Regions from separate parts of the Mus musculus genome. Here all the other regions are linked to region 5. A link is a contact called in public Hi-C and HiChIP or PLAC-seq data. All regions are on one chromosome and are shown on one strand. The core of a region is the stretch at or near the end of the contact, and the rest is flanking DNA. Distances in the headings are between cores, read along the strand shown. Region 1 holds the start of Fam204a (family with sequence similarity 204, member A). Region 2 overlaps Rab11fip2 (RAB11 family interacting protein 2 (class I)). Region 3 has its middle 40 kb from the start of Gm41882. Region 4 has its middle 38 kb from the start of E330013P04Rik. Region 5 holds the start of Pdzd8 (PDZ domain containing 8). Region 6 holds the start of E330013P04Rik (RIKEN cDNA E330013P04 gene).

What was found. Hi-C and Micro-C count contacts between places; a contact is called where the count stands out from the background. HiChIP or PLAC-seq counts read pairs in DNA pulled down with a chosen protein or histone mark.
Region 1: an H3K4me3 HiChIP or PLAC-seq map of bone marrow-derived macrophages shows a contact between it and region 5, with 5 times the contacts expected there. The contact joins the promoter of Fam204a here to the promoter of Pdzd8 in region 5. A contact is called at or near these places in 14 of 39 promoter capture datasets (the 3T3-L1 cell line, 3T3-L1-derived adipocytes, the C10 cell line and 10 more), 10 of 484 Hi-C or Micro-C datasets (CD4 T cells, CD8 T cells, the HL-1 cell line and 4 more), 24 of 115 datasets of contacts at active chromatin or transcription factors (the 230-238 cell line, the NIH/3T3 cell line, the SCID.adh cell line and 17 more) and 2 of 9 other capture datasets (embryonic stem cells and liver).
Region 2: an H3K27ac HiChIP or PLAC-seq map of thymic regulatory T cells shows a contact between it and region 5, with 5 times the contacts expected there. The contact joins the enhancer-like site here to the promoter of Pdzd8 in region 5. A contact is called at or near these places in 2 of 39 promoter capture datasets (hippocampal neurons and liver), 1 of 484 Hi-C or Micro-C datasets (olfactory sensory neurons) and 1 of 115 datasets of contacts at active chromatin or transcription factors (thymic regulatory T cells).
Region 3: a contact with region 5 is called in a Hi-C map of B cells, with 11 read pairs. The contact joins the enhancer-like site here to the promoter of Pdzd8 in region 5. A contact is called at or near these places in 5 of 39 promoter capture datasets (the 3T3-L1 cell line, cranial neural crest, embryonic stem cells and 2 more), 1 of 484 Hi-C or Micro-C datasets (B cells) and 13 of 115 datasets of contacts at active chromatin or transcription factors (the 230-238 cell line, astrocytes, bone marrow-derived macrophages and 9 more).
Region 4: a contact with region 5 is called in an H3K4me3 HiChIP or PLAC-seq map of the 230-238 cell line, with 13 times the contacts expected there. The contact joins the enhancer-like site here to the promoter of Pdzd8 in region 5. A contact is called at or near these places in 2 of 39 promoter capture datasets (cranial neural crest and liver), 14 of 115 datasets of contacts at active chromatin or transcription factors (the 230-238 cell line, the SCID.adh cell line, T-cell acute lymphoblastic leukemia and 9 more) and 1 of 9 other capture datasets (liver).
Region 6: an H3K4me3 HiChIP or PLAC-seq map of the 230-238 cell line shows a contact between it and region 5, with 19 times the contacts expected there. The contact joins the promoter of E330013P04Rik here to the promoter of Pdzd8 in region 5. A contact is called at or near these places in 5 of 39 promoter capture datasets (the SN4741 cell line, cranial neural crest, maxillary cranial neural crest and 2 more), 1 of 15 datasets of contacts at CTCF or cohesin (large pre-B cells), 1 of 484 Hi-C or Micro-C datasets (adipose-derived mesenchymal stem cells), 14 of 115 datasets of contacts at active chromatin or transcription factors (the 230-238 cell line, the NIH/3T3 cell line, differentiating embryonic stem cells and 9 more) and 2 of 9 other capture datasets (adipose tissue and embryonic stem cells).

The regions. Positions count from the first base shown.
Region 1 is chr19:60,224,938-60,228,532 of GRCm38.p6, forward strand. Fam204a (family with sequence similarity 204, member A) reads right to left here and starts at 1,764. Exons shown (of 8, transcript NM_001358273.1): 1 at 1,707-1,764.
Region 2 is chr19:59,924,560-59,927,976 of GRCm38.p6, forward strand. All of the region lies in intron 3 of Rab11fip2 (RAB11 family interacting protein 2 (class I)), which reads right to left. Among named protein-coding and RNA genes, the nearest start is that of Rab11fip2, 17 kb to the right of the region's middle. Within about 2 kb of position 1,787, at least 4 of the 459 cell types and tissues checked have an H3K27ac peak or open chromatin away from gene starts, as enhancers often do. A contact at or near this core is called in thymic regulatory T cells, where this site is marked.
Region 3 is chr19:60,283,352-60,286,533 of GRCm38.p6, forward strand. No RefSeq gene overlaps it. Among named protein-coding and RNA genes, the nearest start is that of Gm41882, 40 kb to the right of the region's middle. Within about 2 kb of position 1,805, at least 18 of the 459 cell types and tissues checked have an H3K27ac peak or open chromatin away from gene starts, as enhancers often do. A contact at or near this core is called in the 230-238 cell line and B cells, where this site is marked.
Region 4 is chr19:60,180,848-60,184,426 of GRCm38.p6, forward strand. No RefSeq gene overlaps it. Among named protein-coding and RNA genes, the nearest start is that of E330013P04Rik, 38 kb to the left of the region's middle. Within about 2 kb of position 2,249, at least 60 of the 459 cell types and tissues checked have an H3K27ac peak or open chromatin away from gene starts, as enhancers often do. A contact at or near this core is called in the 230-238 cell line, the SCID.adh cell line, T-cell acute lymphoblastic leukemia and 3 more, where this site is marked.
Region 5 is chr19:59,343,918-59,347,177 of GRCm38.p6, forward strand. Pdzd8 (PDZ domain containing 8) reads right to left here and starts at 1,863. Exons shown (of 5, transcript NM_001033222.3): 1 at 802-1,863. The coding sequence starts at 1,670.
Region 6 is chr19:60,143,054-60,146,204 of GRCm38.p6, forward strand. It overlaps E330013P04Rik (RIKEN cDNA E330013P04 gene), which reads left to right and starts at 1,622. Exons shown (of 5, transcript NR_026942.1): 1 at 1,622-1,782.

The DNA of each region.
Region 1 (3,595 bases), core at 514-3,013, 880 kb after region 5:
AAAGGATTTAGTAAATACCATCTTTTGAGATACAGAAACCATAGAGATAAAAAAAATACCAATTATAAAAGTTCTAGTTTGTGTCAGATCTGTAGAAGACTAGTTATAGAGGTAAAAATAGTCTTGAAAGTCAGATGACTTCCATCCTGAGCAGGCCATTGTATTTGCCTGGGTTTTCGTTCTTTCTAAGCTTTAAAACGAAGGTATGGTCAAATACCAGTGCGATGGTCTCACACACACCTTTAAAATGTTTATGATCTTAATGGCCTCAGAGTCCTAAATGACCAGAGCTGCTTTACTCTTTGATCAATATAAACGCAGCTTCTCTCCTCTACCTCACTAGATGATCAGTTTTCAGAGGCTCTGCACAGGGTCCACTGAAAAGGGGCAGGAAACCAAGTTACAACAAAAGACAGACAAGCAGCAGGAGAAAAAGAAGGCAGACCTGTCACACACCACACACAAACCAAGAGGCAGGCACTAATCTTCATCACAACACACATTAGAAACTAACAGCAACTCTTTCTACAACTGGCCAAAATCATTGTGATCCAGTTACGCCTGACAGCTTTAAATTATGAACTTTTAGAGGGCAAAGTTGGTGGCGAATTCTTGGAGACAAAGATTTGGGAGACAGGTCAAATCTAGGCAAATTTTACTAATAATTTTTTCTGCACTTTTTGCATATGAAAAAGGGGAGATATTATACTAAGTAACACACTGAGAGTCACATTTAGAGATTTGAGAAATGTATTTCTAGACCACAAAACTGGTTACAAGCAATACCCAAAGGATAAAATCTGCGCATCCAACAAATTTTCTGTCTCTACTATGCCAGAATTTAAGCTGCATTTCCATCAAGTGGCTGTCTTATGTATTCGATTTTAAATAATCACAAACATCTAAATTTAATCCTATTTGTAAAATAATTATAACCGCCATCCTCTAACCTATAAGAGCATAATAAATAGTTCCTGAACTTTGGAACTAGTTAACTGACACACTTTTAGGCTTAAGATTATCAACATTAATGTAAATGTCTTATTTATTGTTAGAAAATGTGTTCCTTTTTCTTAAAACGACACAGAAAACCCGAGGGGAGTCAGGGGCCTCAGTTCAGATATACTTCAAATAAGTTATTTATTTTTTGTATTTTTAATCTTAAGGATAGGTGAGTTTGAATTAAAACAATGTTTACAGCCAAGGCTTGGAACCCACTTTCCCCCGGGACCCTCTCTAACTTGTGTGGAAAGATTTTAAACCACGCAATCCATGCCACTGTACAAGTACTTACAAAGTTCAAGACTGAGAGGGTGGCTCTGAAAGGCACACCCCTTCCCGCACGGACAACCTGGAACTCGGCGGCACTCACCCGGTGCGAGGCCGCACCACCTTCAGCTCTCCAGCCGCGTCAGAACTCGCATCGGGACGCCGGCGGAGCGGCGAGCCGCGAACCTCGCTCTGGTCAGCCGCAGTTGCTGTGTGGGCTTTCGCGCTCCTCGCTGGCCCGGGACCGGACGGCTACCTCACGACGCCCCCGGAGCCCAGCGGCGCCCGCCCGAACCCAGGGTTTTCCAAGCCCGCTTCGGCAGATCTGCGAGGACGAGCCGCCCCGACTCCTGCGCCGCCCTCCCTGCCTCGGAACACAGCCCGACAGGCCGCCGCGAATCCTGCCGCCAAGTCGCGCCTCGCGAAGCCGAACTTACCAGGGAGGAAACAGCGGCTCGGCGGCCATCTTAGAACCCCGCCAACATCGTGTCTTCTGATTGGCTCGGGCGGATCAGCCAATCGGCTGCGGCCGTTCTGGCTCTATGGTCGCCCAGGGAACAGCCTGGCTTGCCTAAACGCCTCTGCTAAGAGGAGCCTGTTGAGGTTTTGTTTTTGTTTTTTGTTTGTTTGTTTGTTTGTTTGTTTGTTTGTTTGTTTTTCTCCTTTTCCTCACTTTAACCAAGCGATTTTTTTTTAAAGTTTTGTCCTTTCCTCGCTCCTTTCCTGTGCTGGTGAACTTGGCTAAAGAAAATGCTGACTTCGATGCCCACCTGAGTTCAATGGAGAACTGTAGATGATCTCTTCAAGGAAGGCTTTGCTTCCTTCGCTTCCTCGCCACCCCTCTCCCCAGCCTTTCCTATCTTTTTGCGTATATTTGAGTGTCCACTGTGTTCCAGGCCTCATGCAATTCTCAACCGGATTCCAGTTCTCCAGGGACTTTCCAGTCTGGTTGACCGAATCAAATCCAGCTAAGCACCCCCTACTCAGAAGTTGATTTACCAGGCTGGCATAGTGTATAGGTCCTGATGAGGGGTTTACCGGCGTGTAAATGAGGAAAAGAGCAGAAATTTTCACCATGTGAAAACAGTAAATCCAGGCGATGATACGGGGATGAAGTAGGACCACTTCAGAAATGCTTCCATTTTCTGAAGTACTGTTCTGTACTCAGATTATGTTTCTATTTTCTTGTGATGGTTATATAAGAAACTACAGGGCTGAGAGATAGCTCAGTAAGAACCTAAGTTCATTCCACCCTCAGAATCCGTATTTTAAAAGCCAGGCATGGCAGCCAGCACTGTGGATGCAGACAGGCAGACTAGCCTACGAGGCAAGCTCTAGGCCAGTGACCACAAAAGACAGGTGGGCAACCCCTAAGGAACTACACTTTCGAGTTGTCTTCTGACCTAATGCACATGCATTAGAACACATATATGGCACATGCACATACAAAATACAAAGCCTTGAACAAGTTTAAAAAAACTTATGAAAAATTAAACTTTGCAGAATTGATTTGAACAAACAGTTGTTTCATGAATAGACTCTGGCCCAGTCAAAGTTCAGAGTGTTCCATCAGTGAGCAAGCAATCTTTGTAAATTAAAAAAAGGTAAAAAGAAACATATAATACTGTGGTTGGTCATATCTTAGTATTTACCTTATAAAAACATGGTGTGATCAGCTGTCATACTGACTGGCTAAAAGTCAACTACTATGACTGACTAAGACTCAGCAACACGTTATAAGAATACTAACATACTCTTAAGTGAAGCTGCAGTTCAAGCTATTTAGTTTTTCAAAGGAAGGAGTTGGTTGTAGGCCAAACTTAATGCACACATGGCTTAACTTACAGTAATTTTCACTTATTCACATTATGAACAAGAACCTTTTAAAATATTGTGATGTACAAAATTCTTGCCTCTATTCAATAATGTGAATGGATTAATCATTATTACATATTTAATCCTAATATTTAAACATACATTATACCCATGCATTGTCCAATAACTTCTGGAAGATATGCAAGTTTATGATGTAGTGTTCTAGAATCATGATTTGATAAGTTTGCATGACGGAGGATTCCTTTCAAGCATTCCCTGATTCTAGGGAAAAGCATAACTATCAGCATTGAGCAGGTAATTGCTGTGTCAGTTTGCTGTGAGTTGCTATAACAAAATACCACAGACTGGGTATCTTAATCAATGCATTTCTCCAGCTCTGGATTCTGCAATGTCTGGCACATGGTCTTTTCTCTTGGCTTGTAAGCAGCTACTAGCTCAGTGTGCTCACATGACCTAGTTGAAACACAGTTTAGGAGAGTGCTCTGAAGCC
Region 2 (3,417 bases), core at 537-3,036, 580 kb after region 5:
GGCTGACCTTGAACTCATCATATCTTTGTGCCTCAGCTTCTTGAGTGCTAGAATATCAGGTGTGTACCAGCATATATGGCTCTCTAACAGCACACATGGCTCTCTAACCACTTCCTCTATGACCTTTATTACGGTTTACTAACACAGAGGTTTTATGAACTAATTTCCAAACTTGCAAAGTCTATGTTCAGTGGTCAAATTCAAGGACAGAGACATTTGCCTTGAGGAAGCCTTTCCACAGTTTCAATATACTAAATTTCTCCTCTCCCTACCTTTGCATGGCAAATTTCCTGTACTTCTATAGAGCATACACTACTCTGTCTTGGTAACAGGTCATTTATTTTAGGTCCCATCCCAATATTGGAGAACTAGGACCTTTCTGAATTTTAGCTTTGGAATCATTTCCATTATTTCTTTTCAGTGGTGTTTTAAGTGAGAATATATCCCATCGGCTAAGATACTTAAATACTTAGTCTTTGGTTGATGACATTATTTGGGGGGAGTTCCGGTGGTGAGGCCTTATTGGAGTAAGTATGTAACTGGGGGCAGGATTTCAAAGCTTAAAGCCTCACCCTACTCCATTTCACTTTCTCTGCGCTGTGCTAGTGGTTCAGATGCGAGCTCATAGCTTCCCACTGCTGCTGCTACTGCTGCTGCGGTGTGACTTGCTGTCTTGCTGCAAAGGTGAATGTACTTGGGCTTCCAGAGCATTTTAAGGTGTCTTGTGGTATGATGTGTCTCTGATAGCTGGTATTACAGTAAGATGTCCAGGGTTTTTCTTTAATTTTGAAATGAATGTGGTAAGGGACAGGAAAGATGGCTCACTAGTTAGGAGCACTGGCTGCTCTTAAAGGGGAAGAATTATTTAAGGAAAATTGTTGTATGAATAGGTACAGTCAGTAACTGGGGTATATCTCCATGACAGAATATTTAACTAATCTGTGGGAAGTTCTGGGATTCATTCCCTAGCAGGACCAGAAAACATTAGAAGGCTGAATATTTTGGCCTATGCCTGTAATCCAATTCTGAGACAAGAGGCTAAACCACACAATAGTCTGGAGCTAACATGGAGTGCCTGTGGGGGTAAATGGGCAGGGGGTGACTGAGACTGGGGATAAGTAGTTAGTTATAACTAGGATAGCCAGTTAGACTGTGAACATAAGCTGCTTTGGTGCTGTTGGTTTGATGCTGAGGGTTGGGAGAAGGGAGCACCCTTTGAGAAACACTTCTATGTATTCTTCAGCCTTTGAGTGAGACAGTGACCAAGGAATGGAAAAAGAAGAAAAGGAACAAGTCTAATGACATCTCCCAAGTGTGTGTGCATACACGTGGAAGTCAATGTCATGATGTGTGTGTGCATGCATAGAAAACAAAACAGTTTTTTTAAAAAAATGCTGGGTCTTGTCAAATTTAAGATAAATCCTGGCCCAGGGAGATAGTTCAGGTGGTAAAGTATTTGCCATGCAAGTATGAGGGACTGGGTTCAGATCCCCAGCACACCTACAGAAGATGAAAGAGTCCCAGCATGCACACCTATGAGCTCAGCACTTGGGAGCAGATACAGATCCCCAGGACTTGAGGGCAAGCCAGTCTAGCCAATTCAGTGAGAGATCTTATCTCAAAAATAAAAGTGGAGATTGAGGAAGATACCCAGTGTTGACCTTTAGGACCCATGTGTGCGGGTACATGAGCACTCACACACACACACACACACACACACACACACACATACATCATGCACAGGTGTGCATGCTGGGACTCTTTCATCTTCTGTGGGTGTTTTGTTTTCTAGAACAATGTTAGGTCTGTGGTTTCTGAATCAGATTTAGTGTGTTAGTCTTGAAGGAGAGGTTTGAGATTTTAGCTTTAGGGGGTTTTTTGTTTTTTTGTTTGTTTGTTTGTTTTATCATAAGCTAGTGTTTCCTTGTCTGTTTAAGGTTTGTTCTCAAGAATAGGGACTATGTGTTTTTAATCAAATCTAGCAAGCTAGTATGGACACAGTAACAGTTCTTACAAATTTATTTTCCAACACTTGAATACTCTGGCTTCTTTGAACATAGAATGCAAATTTCAGTAACTTTAAAGATTTGTGCATTTAAAGTGTCTTCATCTTACCATTATAATGACTATGCACATAAAAAGGTTTTTCTGGCTTTTCCAGATTTTGCTCTTTTCTAACTCCTGTAAGTCTTTCATTGTGGGAATCACCTTGCTTCTTATTTGTATGGCCCTCATTGGCTTTTGTGCAGGCCTCCTTTCCAGGCCTCTGGGTTTTGTGCCTAGGGCATTCCTATCTGGGCTGTCTGACCCATCACTTGGTACTGCTCTCCTTTATTGATGGTAAAGCTTTTCCTTTTGAATTGCAGCAGTGTATTTATGTATTATGTATTCATGGCAGTAACTACTGTAGCCAGATTGTCTAAATATCCAACGGTGACATATAAAATAAATAAAAAAAAACTGTTACTGTATTCATTTAACCCATTTCTAGTAAAATTATGGTCTGAACATTTGACATAGGTATCCTTGAACCTACTGTTTAGTGATGAATTATATCGATGTTATTATATAATTATTAATAAGTAGCTAAGTGTTAATTATGTGGTGAATAATGTCTTAATTTGTTTTATATACTTGTTTTACATTTTAATATCTTTCTGATGAAGAAACTAATACCATTTAAATAGCCATTGTTTGGTCTTCTTAAAGTTTAGATGATCAGATTTTCTGTATGATTTCTCAAGCTTGTATAAAGCTTCAGTAAGGCTAGGAATGGAGGTTTGAGAGTGGGATATATTCTCACTTAAAACACCACTGAAAAGAAATAATGGAAATGATTCCAAAGCTAAAATTCAGAAACATATTCAGCTTGATGGCCTGCAGGAGCCATACTGAGACAGGTCATGCAATGTTAGAAACTCATTAGATTTTAACCTTTGCAGGTACATTCAAGCTTTTCACACTGGAACACAAAGCCATCTACTAAGGCCATGCTCAAGAACCACACAGTCTGTTAGAAACAACTCAAGAGCTTTTTACCTTTATAGGTTTGTGTCGGGCCACACTCACTGCTGTCCTCGGCCTATGTGACCTATGGCTACTAGTTGGATATACCTACCAGAATACAACAGGACTGTAAGAAAATGCTTGACTGGGAGTTTTCTGAATCAAAACTAGAGACAGTAATATCCAAGTTACACAGGAAATAACCAAGTCTTTGCAACTGGGAATGTCAGCTCTCAAATGTGAAATTGGCAGAGAGTTGAATGAAGAACCCTGGCTAGGATGTCCCCAATGCAGTCTCCTCTGTGGCCAAAAGTCTGACATTGTAAAGTCAACAGAGGAGCAAGATGATCTAGAATAGGCAGCTTTAGGCAAGAGGCCACAAATGAAAAGCATGCTTCACTGGTGGTGTTT
Region 3 (3,182 bases), core at 555-3,054, 940 kb after region 5:
GAAGAGGAGACGAACAAGACATAGAGTTTAACCTGAGCTTCAGACAACTCATGCTCACTATATCCACTCCATGACGCCTAGAAAACAAGTTACATGGGATAATTTTCCCCAAAATTGTTTGCTTAAACTGAATTAGACATCATTTCATCTCATCAATCAGTTTATTAATTTATCAAATGCTTACAGAGCAGAAGCTAGGTGCTAGGTATATCTCTACATGACTTAGAAAAATCCTACCTTATCCACCAGACATCAGAATCCATGAATATAAAAAAGTCATACATAGTAGTCTATCATTAGAATTTTAAATCTCTATGGTATCTTTATTTGGAGGGTCAACACAATCTGGATTTGGTGACTCTCAGAATAAAGTTTTGTATTTATAATTTTCCTTTGAGTAGGGAAGTAGAATATGTCCAAGTTTTTTTTAAGATAAACAACAGAAATGTACAAAGAAGGCAATAAAATCGCCCTCCACAGAGGTAATCTTGTAGAAATCTGTGAAATAAGTAGCTTTAATGTCCGCTCCTTCTGTCAGAGAACACACCAAGTCCAGACACTCTCCAGCCTGTCTTCCTGTTTGCCTACAGTCAGTGCTTTTGACACTATCTGGAATGACTTCATTTGTTTGGTGTTTATTTGTGCCCTAGCTCTTATTACTAGTATCAAACCCTCATTTCCATCTTCCATGCAGGTATATAGTTGGTGCTCAATAAATCTTTCACAGATGAATTCTTATCCTTTCTCTGATATGTACTGCTCTCTGTACAAAGTTTAGCACGATAACAGCACACTTTACCTTTGGTTATAGGTGTTACATCAATAATAATTTTGTTCATGATTACTTAGTCCAAGTCACACTCCATCAGTGAGAGAAGCCAGGACAGGAGCTCAAGGCAGGATCAAAGCAGGAACTGGACCCAAGAACTGAAGTAGGAATCTAGGAGGAATGCTATTTGCTGGCTTGCCCTTTGGTTCTCTGCTCTGCATTTTTTTTAAAAATGCAGTTCAGGACAACCTGCTTAGGTATGGTACTACCCACAGTTGGCCAGTCCTTCTCACCTCAATCATTAACCAAGACAATTCTTCACAGAAATAGCCATAGGCCAATTTAATCTGGGCAATCCCCAATTGAGACTTCCTGTGATGACTCTGGGCCATATTCCGTTGGCAGCTATCTCTTATTGGGACAGGAACGTGGCTGGGTATAGGCAACATGAAAAAATAATAGGTCCAAAGATGAAAAAGAAGCAGAGAGGGAGCAAAAGAGCTTACAAATCTATTGTCTGCCAGGTTCCATTCTCCTGGTTCTGTAGGAATTCCCATGTCTCCTAGCAGCTCCTTCATGGTCTCACAGGTGAGGAAGCTACAGGCTACACTAACACTTACCCAAGTCAGGTGAAGAGTAACATCCAGTAAAGCTTACTATGGAGAATGGCAAGAAGAAGTCATGAAACCCTAGAAGGCAGGGCTGAGAGAGACCTCAGGTCAAGCCTGGGACAAAGCTTCCAGTTACTTTAGGAGGAGAAACTCTGAAAGATGTGAGTGTCATAGAAGCAAAGAAGTCAGAGATGTTTTTTCAAACAAAAATCCGTATTTAGTTTCATTCCTTGAAAAGCCCCCCTTTCCTCCCTTGTATCACTCTGCTCAAAAATATTGATCAAAATCAACTGAGCACATAACTGTGAGTCTACTTCTCGGTTCTCTATTTTGTGCTTGACTGATTTTTACTTAAGTGTATCACTGTCTTATTATAGCTCCGTGGAAAGTTGTAAAATCAGGAAGTGGGAGTCCCCTAATTCTGACCAATGTTTTTCAAGATTGCTCTAGTAGGCATGTCTAATAGCCTACGTGTGAGTGATGATAGTTGTAAATATACCTGATACAAAAGCATAGACTCACTTAAAACATCATGAGATTTTTTTTCCCCAATTTTAGTAAATCAGTCAGGCAGCCCTTGAACATAAAGTTTAAAAATAACAATGTCGTGCTGCATTGGCAAAAGGCTGGGCAATCCTTCTCAGTATTTAAGGTCCTTTGCTTTTCCTTATGAATGTTAAAGTTAATATATCAATGTCTTAAAAAAAAAACCCTGTTAGGCTCTTCTTTAACATAGCCCAGGATAGCATTGAACTTTTGATCCTTCTTCGTCAGCCTCCTGTGTGCTGGTGAGTGCTGGGGTGACAGGCTTGCCAAGCCATACCCAGCTTTGCTTGCCTCAAGTCAAATTTAAGGGTCAGTTTGGGAAGACTCTACCTTAACAATACTAGTCCTCTAATTGGAATCCAGCAAGCTACCATTCACAGGCAAAATGTAGCTTCCTTTTATTTTCCCCTGAGCTATGAGGGGTTTTTAACATCTTGAAAGAGTGGTGAAAACCAAACAAAGAAGAGTATGTCACCTAGAGCCCTGCTCTCTGGCCTGGGAGAGAAGGCTCTCCAACTTCTGCTCTGACCCAGCTTGCCATCCTTTCCTCTTCCAATTTCCTCTCTTTTGATATTTTACAGCTTTCAATTCATGGGTCTTATACCTTCCGTCAAATTCATGTCCAAGATTCATCATTTCAGATGCTGTGAGGACTGTTGTTGGGATAGCGGGGACGGTAACATGACAAGCTTGTTTGTTTTCTAACAACTCAAATTACAGGGTAGGAATATTAAGGTATATTTTAATAACACTGTGGAAGGAGGGCGACGAGCAGAGGAAGCAGTGGGAGCCTACCCTATTTCAATTGAGAGGTGCTAGACAAATGGCTTAGGGTGGTGGGAGGAAAAAAAAAAGAGGAGTTTTTTTTTTTCTTTCCTAAATCATTTCAAAGGAAGGAAAGGCAGGATTGGTAATGGATTGGATAAAGAGGATGAAAGGGACGGGAGAGTCAAAGACAACTTCAAGGTTTCCAGCCTGTGATGTTAAATGGCTCGTCCATGGTGATTTTTATTTGGTTTACTTTATCATCTGGACACACAAATGGGATTTCCCCACATCCAGCTATTGTAGCTCCCTACATTCAGATTTACTATTGAAATTCCCTTCTATCTCTTCACACCCTGTTAGTGAACAGGTAGTATTTTGATGGATGTTACATGATCAGAGAAATCCCAGGTTTTTGGTGGCATGTGGAACACAGCTCCCTCTAAATCCTCACTTTAATTAATCATCCTTAATATTTGAATCAAAATCTG
Region 4 (3,579 bases), core at 999-3,498, 840 kb after region 5:
ATATTTTCAGTTAATTTTGGTCATTCTCAGATTTCTGACAGGGTTGAAAGACTACTTATAGTCTCATAGCCAACTTAGGCTATTTACATTGAGAGAACAGATTTGAGAGATGGTTTTCAGATGCCATACAATCTAAAGCCAGGACGTAAGTCAAGTTTGGAATTATAAGTCTTTTAAGTTAGGATAGATGACAATGTTCTATTTTATTTTGACAAAGATGATAGTCTCAGTGTTAAGTCTATTTTGTACCTTATGAATTATAAAATGGTAGTAGTTGTGCTCAACTTATATTTGAGAGAAAAGTATTTTTTTTCAAACAGAAAGGGTGATTGATATGTGGCAGGATTTTTCCCTGTCTAATTAATTTAAATATTAGTGCAGAAGGAGGCCTGTGGTTGGACAGGGAAAAGAGGCAGAGCTAAGAGTTGCAGAGATAGGGAGGTAGGAGAAAGAAGCAAGATGGAGGACGAACAGGATGATTCAGATTCAGTGTGGCTTTAAATAGCCACAGGTGGCTATAATATCATATAGGGATAGAATAATTGGGGTAACTTGTCTAATCTAGGTGGGCCCTGAATTTATTGTGCGGGCATCTTGTGAATTGAGAATTTATTGACATGTAAATCTGACTGATTAAACTTCAAGAGTTTTGATTTTCTGGGTTAAGGGGATTTGTGACAACTAGCTGCTGGAGGTAGATGGTTGAGGAAGAGACAAGAGGCCCTGATGCAAGAGAACCGAAGCTGGGAAGACTTCCATAGGTCGCTGCATGGGGCTAGCCGTGGAGGTAGCGGGGTTGGTGGGGGAGAGAGTAGCCCGGTATAGTACAGGAATATGCCATTCTTTTTAATATTTCCTGTAACATCTCATTACTTGGAAGGCCTACGTAATCTGATCCAGGCTGCAATAGTTAATAATGAGTGCCAGCTTGTTTTATCTGGAATCAACTAAGACACATTCCTCTGGATGGGTCTGTGAGGTCATTTCAAAGAGGGGTTGAGAGAGGAGGATCCTCTCCTAGAATGGATGACACCTTCTAGGCAGTACAGATATAAAAAAGTCTGAGGAAAAAGCCGGACTTTCTGGCATGCCTACCTTCATTTCTTGCTGAGTGCATGCCTGTCCTGTTGTTGCTGCCATTGCTGCTGCCAATGTTAGCTGATGTGAGAGCCTAGCTTTTGCTGTTCCAATGTGGATGGAAGGCTCTCCAGGAATCCTTCAGGCCTTCAGCAACAGACTGGGGACTACAGAGAATCCAGCCTTGAGTTTCTCAGCCTTTCCAGTGTACAGACAGCTATTGTTAGGTTACCTAACTGTGGCAGTTTGAATAGGTATGACCCCCATAGACTCATATGTTTGAATGTTTGGCCCATAGAGATTGGTACTAGGAGGTATAGCCTTGTTGGGAGTAGGTGTGATCTTGCTGGAAGAACTGTGTCACTGTGGAGGCAGGTTTTGAGGTCTCATATATGCTCAAGCCACGCCCAGTGGGACAGTCTCTCCTTACTGCCTGCTGATGAAGATATAGAACTTTCAGTTCCTTTTCCAGCACCATGTCTGCCTACATGCTGTCATGCTCCCTCCTGTGATGATAATGGACTAAACCTCTGAAACTGTAAGCTATCCCCAGTTAAAAGGTTTCCCTTGTAAAGAGTTTCTGTGGTCATGGTACCTCTTCACAGCAATGAAACCCTAAGACAACACTCCTTATCTAATAAACTCTTTTTCGTACCCTAACCCTAACCTATTCATTCTATCAGTTCTTTTCTTCTAGGACCCTCAAAACATCAGGGGATATGACTGGGTACTCTCTACATATTCCCACAAGTAACCCCAAGAGGTCAAGAACTTTGTGGTTAGTGGACAGAGCCATTCTTAGAGGCTCACATAGACAGCAAGAGACAAGCTACCAATACTCTATACTCCAGATACTCAGGGAATGCTATGGAGGATAAGAACAACCAGCTAACACTTAATGCTGATTTTCCAAGATACTAAGACCCACTGCAATGCTGTGATCCAAACATGATTATGAGCCCAGGAGGCCTCCGTGAAGGCAGCCTTTTCCCTCAAAGGCACAAGTCAGATCTGATTAGCTTCCAGGTGGCTACCCACTCTTGAAAGACCTTTCCTTGCTTCTTGACCAGAAATTTCCTTTTGAAGAGCTCATGCCTCAGAGCTGGGAAGAAGAGCTCTGTGGATGTACAGAGAGCTTAGCTGAAAAGGAAATGCTGTTAGCCACACTTGAGTGAAAAGAGCAACAGCCACTCCCATCTGTTCCTTGTGGTGAGTCTAGTCTCAAGAGACACAAAACTGAGGTGAAAGCAGGTGGGAAAACCTGGCCTGGAGTAGAAAGAGAACAGATACGCTTTATTGAACTAATTCTTGAAAATGTATCAAAATCCTAATAAACCCACTGGAAAAAATATCAGTCCATGATCAAAATAGGAGCATCCTTAATGGAATTATTTTTCCCACAAGCAGAGTTAGGGGTCCACCATTAGGCCATACTCTGGCAATTATATGTTTAAAGTTAGGCTTTAGGCTGAAGGGAGATGGATCAGCCAGTATTTGCAAGTATGAAGATCTGAGTTTGATCTTCAAAACACAGATTCTGCTCCAACAGCCCTGACTCCCGTAAGTTGCCCTCTGACCCCTACACATGTGCTGTGGCCCACAAATACCCACAGACTCACACCCATATCCACACACAATAAATGAATGAATAACAAACAATGAGATCCCAAGGGGGGAAAGGCAAAGACAGGCAGATTCCTCCAGCAAGATTAGCCTAATTGAGAAGTTCCAGACAATAGAGAGATCCAGTAAAACAAAACAAAACAAAAAGAAAAACCCCAAAACAAAACAAAAAAACAAGGTAGTATAAGTAATACAGCAGGTATTATTGTGTTAGCAGGTATGTTATATGTAGAATCCACACATACATGCCTGCCCACACACTGCTCACACACACACAATGACATTAGTCCACATCAACAGTATGCTGAGATGCTGCCTCTGCATTAACACCACATTTAGGAAATCTGACTCCCAAGCTTAGTCTTTGACATAGCTTCAACTTGCACTGTTTTGACCTGACTTGACCCCAAGTGCAACGATAGGTCTATACCATGTGGAGCCTGAGCACCCCTGTCCACAGTCCTTGTCTAAAGGATTGACTCTTGTCTGACTGAGGCTGCTTCTCCAAGTAAGAAATCAGCAGGCCTCTTACCCCTCTGATCAGCTGCCCAGTATGGCATCTCATCTGCTCCAGAGCACAAACTCAAGCCATTGCTTGAAAAATCTACCTAATGAAGGATTGAAGACTTGGGACTACCAAGAAGATAGTATAATGAATGCATTGTAAAAAGATCCCTCCCTCCCTTCTGGCTTCTGGGGGCTGCCTCCCTCTCCTACACACTTCATTTTTTAGCTTCAAAACAAGAGCCTTTCATTTTCAAAACCACAGGAAAAGAATGCATTCAATGTTTCCTTAAGTTCAGGGAGCTTGATTTGCCTCAACAGTTCATATATCTAACATGGACTATTATCATATATTGAATGATAGTATCCAATAGT
Region 5 (3,260 bases), core at 613-3,112:
GTTTTAAAAGAAACAGGAGCCTTTCTACTGCACCAAGCCTTCCAAGTCCCACCTATGAAACCTCTAATCCTCCAAATACTCATTTCCCCTTCCACTTCCAATTCATCAAAAGAAAACTCATGCATTAACTAATCAGAAGTGCATCACATAAAGCCAGATACAGAGGAACTTTAAAAAACTTCAAATCACTGTCTTTAAAATATTACCCACAAGGTGACTTGGAGTATTGGGTTAAGGAACAGCCACCGGGAGTAGACACCTGAGAAGTCTGGGTCTGTTTGTGGTGAGGAGCCTACTTCCCAAGGGCAGATGACAGTTACCCCAAATTCACAGAGAAGACCACCTGGCACCGGACTCAACTCCTCCAAATCACATCCCTCTACAACAACCCGTGCCTCTGCCCGGAGAGCTGCCAAGGCCCGTGCCACACAGAAACACCCGGGATGTGAGCACGCCCTTCAGGTCTGCAATGTGCCCAGGAACAACTTTTCCACGTGGTGCAGGAGATGCTGCAAAGGCAGACACAGCCGCTGCCTTCCGGTTGCAACAACCACACACAAGTGTGTCTCAACAGACCCAGGAGAGGCACTCACTGACTGGCCAGGGACAAGGCGCTCAGGCCTCCAGCTCCCTGTGCTGCCTTGGCAGCACGGGAAGTGCCCACTACCCGCCTTTCTTTGCTTGGGGGCCTCAGTCCAGGTGGAAGCAAACTGCAGGCCAGGGTCGTGCTGGGAATCTGCCTTGGCCCTTCCCTGGCTAACCTCCCCCGGGTAGCCTCGGCTCCCCTGACCCTCCTCTCACCTGATCTTGTAACTGGGCAGGGTGTGCTTGCGCTTGATGATCTTCTTGAGCTGGTTGACGATGATGGAGGTGAGCTGGGGCATGGGCCGCCCCTCGAACTGGGAGCGCACCTCGAAGTCAATCAGCGGGTCCTCCACGAAGGAGAAGAACCAGTGGGTGAAGGGCACGCGGGTGAGGACGAAGCGCAGCCTCCCCACCACGCGAGACAGCTTCACGAACAGGTAGGCGGACTTGCCAAACACCAGGTCCACGTCGATGGCCAGGTGGAAACCGCCGTTGTACTCCACCTCCGCTTCAAAGGCCAGCTCCTCCGGGCAGGTGGCGGGCAGCGCGTCCCCGTCGGGGTCGTCGGGCTCGCCGGTGCCCGAGGCCACCACGGGCCGCACCAGCCGGATGGTCTTGATGAAGGGCACCGTGTCGCCCAGGAACACGTCGCGCAGACTCAGCCCCTCCAGCAGGCGGCCGGCCGTCTTGGTCTGCAGCAGCTCCTCGAACTCCACCTTGATCTTCTTGGTGACCCAGCGGCGGGCGAGCGCGGTGTCCCGCAGCTCCCGGAACAGGAACAGGATGGTGGCGTTGAGGAAGTAGCAGGTCTCCAGCGTCGGCGGGGCCGGGCTGTCGGGGGTCGGGGTCGAGCTGGCGCCGGCCTCGGAGGAGCAAGCAGCGAGCTCCTCGGCGCCGCCGCCATAAAGGTACTCCCTGAGGGGCAGGCCCGGCACCGGCTTAAGGTAGCGGAAGCCGTCGCCCGCGCGGGCCGCTTCGTCCGCCCGCGGCTCGGGCTGTCTGCGGTAGAGTAGCAGGAACTGTGCGAGCAGCGTGAGGAACGAGCCCAGCACGGCCGACGCCAGGATCAGGAGCAGCAGCCCCATCCCGCCGCCCCCGCCGCAACCCTCGGCCTGCTCCCGCGCTCTCCGCGCCGCCCTCCTCCTCACGCCGTCGCCCCCGCCGCCTCCATCTTGAGGACATCGGTCGCGGATGAGCGGCTCCCTGGGCCCGAACCGAGCGTCCGCAGTCCGACGCTGCCTGGCGGCGCCTTAGCCCGCCGCGGCCCCGCGCCTCCTCAGACGCTCCCCCGGGGGCGGCCCGAGCGGCGGACCGGCGGCGGGCGAGGGCGGGAACGGCGCCTCCCCACAGAGCCTGCGCTCATTGGGCGAGCGGCGCGTGACGTCAGAGCGTGCGCGCCCCCGGCGCCGGGCGCCCCGGCGCGCTTGGACGCGGGTCCTTTCCCACCTCTCGGCGCGCTTCCAGCGCCGCTCCCCCCACGCCCCTGCATTCCTGCCGCCGGCGGCGCGGCGATCCGTGCGTCCGTCGTCTCCGGAGGGCGCGAGATAACGGAAGGAGACCTGGATAAGTCGGGCTGACGGGGCCCGGCGCGGCCGTCCGTTATTCCGCGCCCATCCCCCGCGGCGGCCGTGGGTCCTGCCGGATACCTCTGTGGCGACCGCCCAGCATCCCTCAGTGTGTTGCTGCCTCCCCTGCAGGGCAGCGCCGCAGAGAGCCTGAGCACAGGCGGTTGGGACACTGCCCGAGCCGGCCAGAGGACAGACTGCATCAGGGATTGCCATCGCTAGCCCGCACAGACCGGCAGACCTGCATCCGCAGAGAATGGGCCCCGAGAAGGGACCAAGCGGAACCGCGAGAAGGGGACTAACTTTCCTACCTTGGGGATTTCAATTTAAGTGAGAAAGAAGTTTATTTGAGGTCTGGGAGGAGTGGGTGAGCTGAGTGAATTTGCCAGCATATTGGAAGGTGTCTTAGCGACTCCATTCAGATTGTTCACGCCCCCCTCCTCCCTTCTTTCCTCTCTGAGGGCATTATCCGGAGTCCATCCCTCAGGCCATTACTTTTAGTGCCTACCAATTTCACAGAATAACCCGTGGTACCCGTGGCATAGTAAAGAAATTGCTTAGGGGTCACATCGTGGGATCCTAAGTCCTTGGTTTCTACTTGGCATAATAACACGGAGGATGCTGGAGGTTTTTTTTGGGGGGGGGGGTTGTTTGTTTGTTTGTTTTTCGAGACAGGGTTTCTCTGTGTAGCCCTGGCTGTCCTGGAATTCACTGTGTAGACCATGCTGGCCTCGAACTCAGAAATCCACCTGCCTCTGCCTCCCAAGTGCTGAGATTAAAGGCGTATGCCGCCACCGCTCAGCTTAGCTTTTTGGTTTTGAAAATAAAAAATAATAAAAATTTAAAAAGCCGATCAGGGATCAGGTCCCAGTTGCTCCATAAAGGAGAGTTGGAGATGCAGAGACTGGGAAAAGTGGAAGATTTTGCAGAGGGTACCAATAGAGCCAGAAGCCTTTGTGTTCCCTGGCAACGGTGTTTCCTCTGGTGCTTTCTGACTACTCAGTTGTTACATCACAGTTTTTATCTGTCCTCACCGACACAACTTGTCTAGTCCTAGGGAGGTCAGGTATTCCGCTACTAAAACCCTCGTGGATTCAGGCTGGCTCTTGA
Region 6 (3,151 bases), core at 372-2,871, 800 kb after region 5:
GAGATTTGCCTTCCAAGGTAGTTTTTCTGCTCTCTGTTGCTTAAGCAACTGTCTGCTATAGGAATCCCCAAAGCTGCCAGCTCCCCTGGACTCAGGTCCCCAGCAAGGCCACCCCCCTACCCACTTCTCTCCCATCTGCTTATAATTTAATGCTCTGTGTGTTTTAATCATTTCATTAGGCATGTCCTTATTTTGAAATGCAACTAATTCTTCAGTTCAAACAAACAACCAGTGATCTAAAAATGAGAGCAGTCTTTACTCTGGGCTCCAGGTTGCCTCAGAAGAAATATCACACCTACTTTAAGGAGGGTGAAAGAGAAAAGCTGCCCCTAGTTTGTTTGTTTTAAGCCACTGACTTTCTAGTAAACATATTTCAGAGACTTTTGAGTCATCTTCAGAACTTTCAAAATCAACTTGAAGATGTTTTCTTGAGGATTTTCCCCTCTGAATATTTCTATAAGATCTGTTACTATTAATGTTTATCAGAAGGTGGGTTTAGAAGTGTCATAATTTTATATTTGATGACAACAAACACAAAAGAAAAACAAAAACTGCTTCCACTGTAACTTTGTCTCTTTCAGTATTTTCTGTATAGGAGTTTACATTTACTAAGGCAAAGAGAGTTATCCTTGGCTCTAAGAGGGAAAAAAATTATAAGCTAAGTCCTGAGATTATAGGGGGTTTGTTGTTGCAGTTGTGGTTTGGTTTGGTTTTGCTTTGGTTTTTGTCCCTGACATTCATATTTGTTCTACATCAAGAAATGATGAACTGGCAAGATGGCTGGCTCACTGTAAACACACTTGCCACCAAACCTCAGGACATGATGTCAATCCCCAAGACTTACATGGTGGAAAGAGAAGCAGACTCCTTCAAGTTGCCCTCTGACCTTCACAGTAGGACATGAGCTCACACACGTTCAAATAAATAAATAGAAAAAAAAATTTAAATTCAACTACTGAAGTCCCAGAGCTATGTGTAGGTCTAACATATCTTTGACATTCTGTACAATGTGAAATTGATGGTACCGTTTTTGCTGCTGGTACTTTGGGTTTTTTTGTTTGTTTGTTTGTTTTGTTTTTGTTGTTGTTATTTTGGTTTTTATTTTTCTTCCGGGTAATAGAATGTTCTTTTACCATTTAAGAAGCTTAAGTAACATTCCCACCCAGTAGACACTTAGAAAACTTTTGTTGAAGTTCAGTACTAAATAGGTAGATTTAGTTGCTCCTGTCTGTCTCAATTCCCTTTTCTGACTTAATAAAGATTTAAAATGCCACGTTTACAATCTGACCGGGATATTCTGTGGAGGATTCCCCTACAGTCACCAAACAAATCAAGACCATTTAGGTTTCGTGTAAACACTGAGATGGTGATAATAACCTATTAGAAAAGTAGTTTGGGAAGGATTGTTTTCGGACTTTTTTGGTTCGCTGTGAACAGACCTGATCATTTGCGTTGGTGCCTGACACAAGTGGTTCTCATGCGCCATCTAGTGGCTGCTGTGAAACTGTGCTGTGTCACGGGAAACCCTTTCTGAACAAGCCTTACTGTTGCGAATTCCTGTCCCGGTCGTCGGGCAGCCACTGGACACTTGCCCATCTTTCAGCCTTTAAATTGAGAGGAACCACCGAAGAACGCATGCACAGTGTTTCCCAAAAGCCCTGTATCCTTGGGAGCAACCAAGATGTAATCGGTCAGAGAAATGGTTTCTTCCTGGATCCATGTGAGTTAAACTGTTGTGGGACTGGAGACACTCGCGCCTGCAGAGTTGTGGTGACAAGCAAGGTAAGCCGGGTGACTTTTGTAACCCTTTTTCCCAGCAGAGACTACTCCTGTGTGTAGAAACCACGGCCTGGCAGCGACTTCTCTAACTCATAAAACTTGCTCTAACACACGGGGGAAAAAAGCTTCACTTAATCCAGTATCCTGTGTTGATTCCTGCCTGCGACATCTTAATTCTTACCCACGGGCAGGAGGACTGCTCTCGGCTGTGGACAGTGATGTGGATTTCACAATATTCAATAATCAGACTTTTCATGGGGGCTATTCCAGTCAAATATTGATTTAGTCAGAAAGGAGTGATAGAAATACAGCTCTGTAGGTTTATTCTTGTTAAAAGTCCAAAGTAGAGTGCAGACTTTGAGAGTTCTTCTTGCAGAAAGTATTAGCAAAAAGTAATGTCCAGGCAGCCCCAAGTGATACAAGACAGTTAGCTATGAATTTCACAAACATCATTAAATGTGTGTGGATGTAGTGCAGTACTGGAATGAGAGAAGATAACTAAAATTAAGATAAATAGCTTAGGAACTCACAGCCAGGGAAGCCGTAATTCACAAGTTTTCTAAGCTAGTGTTCTTATTGCCTTTAGGAATAGGAAGCATTGCTTCCAAAGCTGGGTTAACCACTCTTGAAAAGCATAAGGTACAAAGTAATTTACTCTCTTATTTCCAAGATTAAAAACCCTACGATAGTATTGTCCTCGCCCTTAATGCTTTCGGAGAAAACACTCATCCTACAGAAATACACATTTGTCTTCGGAACTCTGATCTCTCTCCTGTGCTGGGACTGGGGTTCACAGCATCTCAAACCCTGTTTCTCAGGCCTTATCTAAGGGTTATCTATTTCCATGGAAACACTGATCGACTTGAGACATCTCCAGTGCTCATATTTAGCAAAGTCTGTGAAGAGTGTCGATGTAGGGTATCCGATTATTACTCAAGTGAAGCCCCTGTGTCAAAAAATTCTAAGAATCATTATCTCCTTTTGAATACTGTTTGAAATTTTTGAATCCACTATCTGGAAACTGAAAGAATAAAAAAAATACTGGCTCATAAAAATAAATAAAAACTGTGGGTTTGTGTTTCTACTGTGGCATGCCTGCTAAAATGTCTACCAAGTGAAATTCAAAGATGTCCGCTTTTCTCAATGTTAAATATTCAATTTCCCAAATGTTGTTCCATGTTAAAATTTAAAGGGAGGGCTGGTTGGTTGATGGCTCAGTGGGTAAAATTGAAAGGAATTTTTTTCTAGATTTTTTTTTTTTTGGCAGTACCATGATTCATCAAAAACCTTGTTTGTACCATGAAAAGAAAGAAAACAAAAACTTGCAATATTCTAACATCTGGCCCATGCTATTTTCTAAGCTTTTTCATAC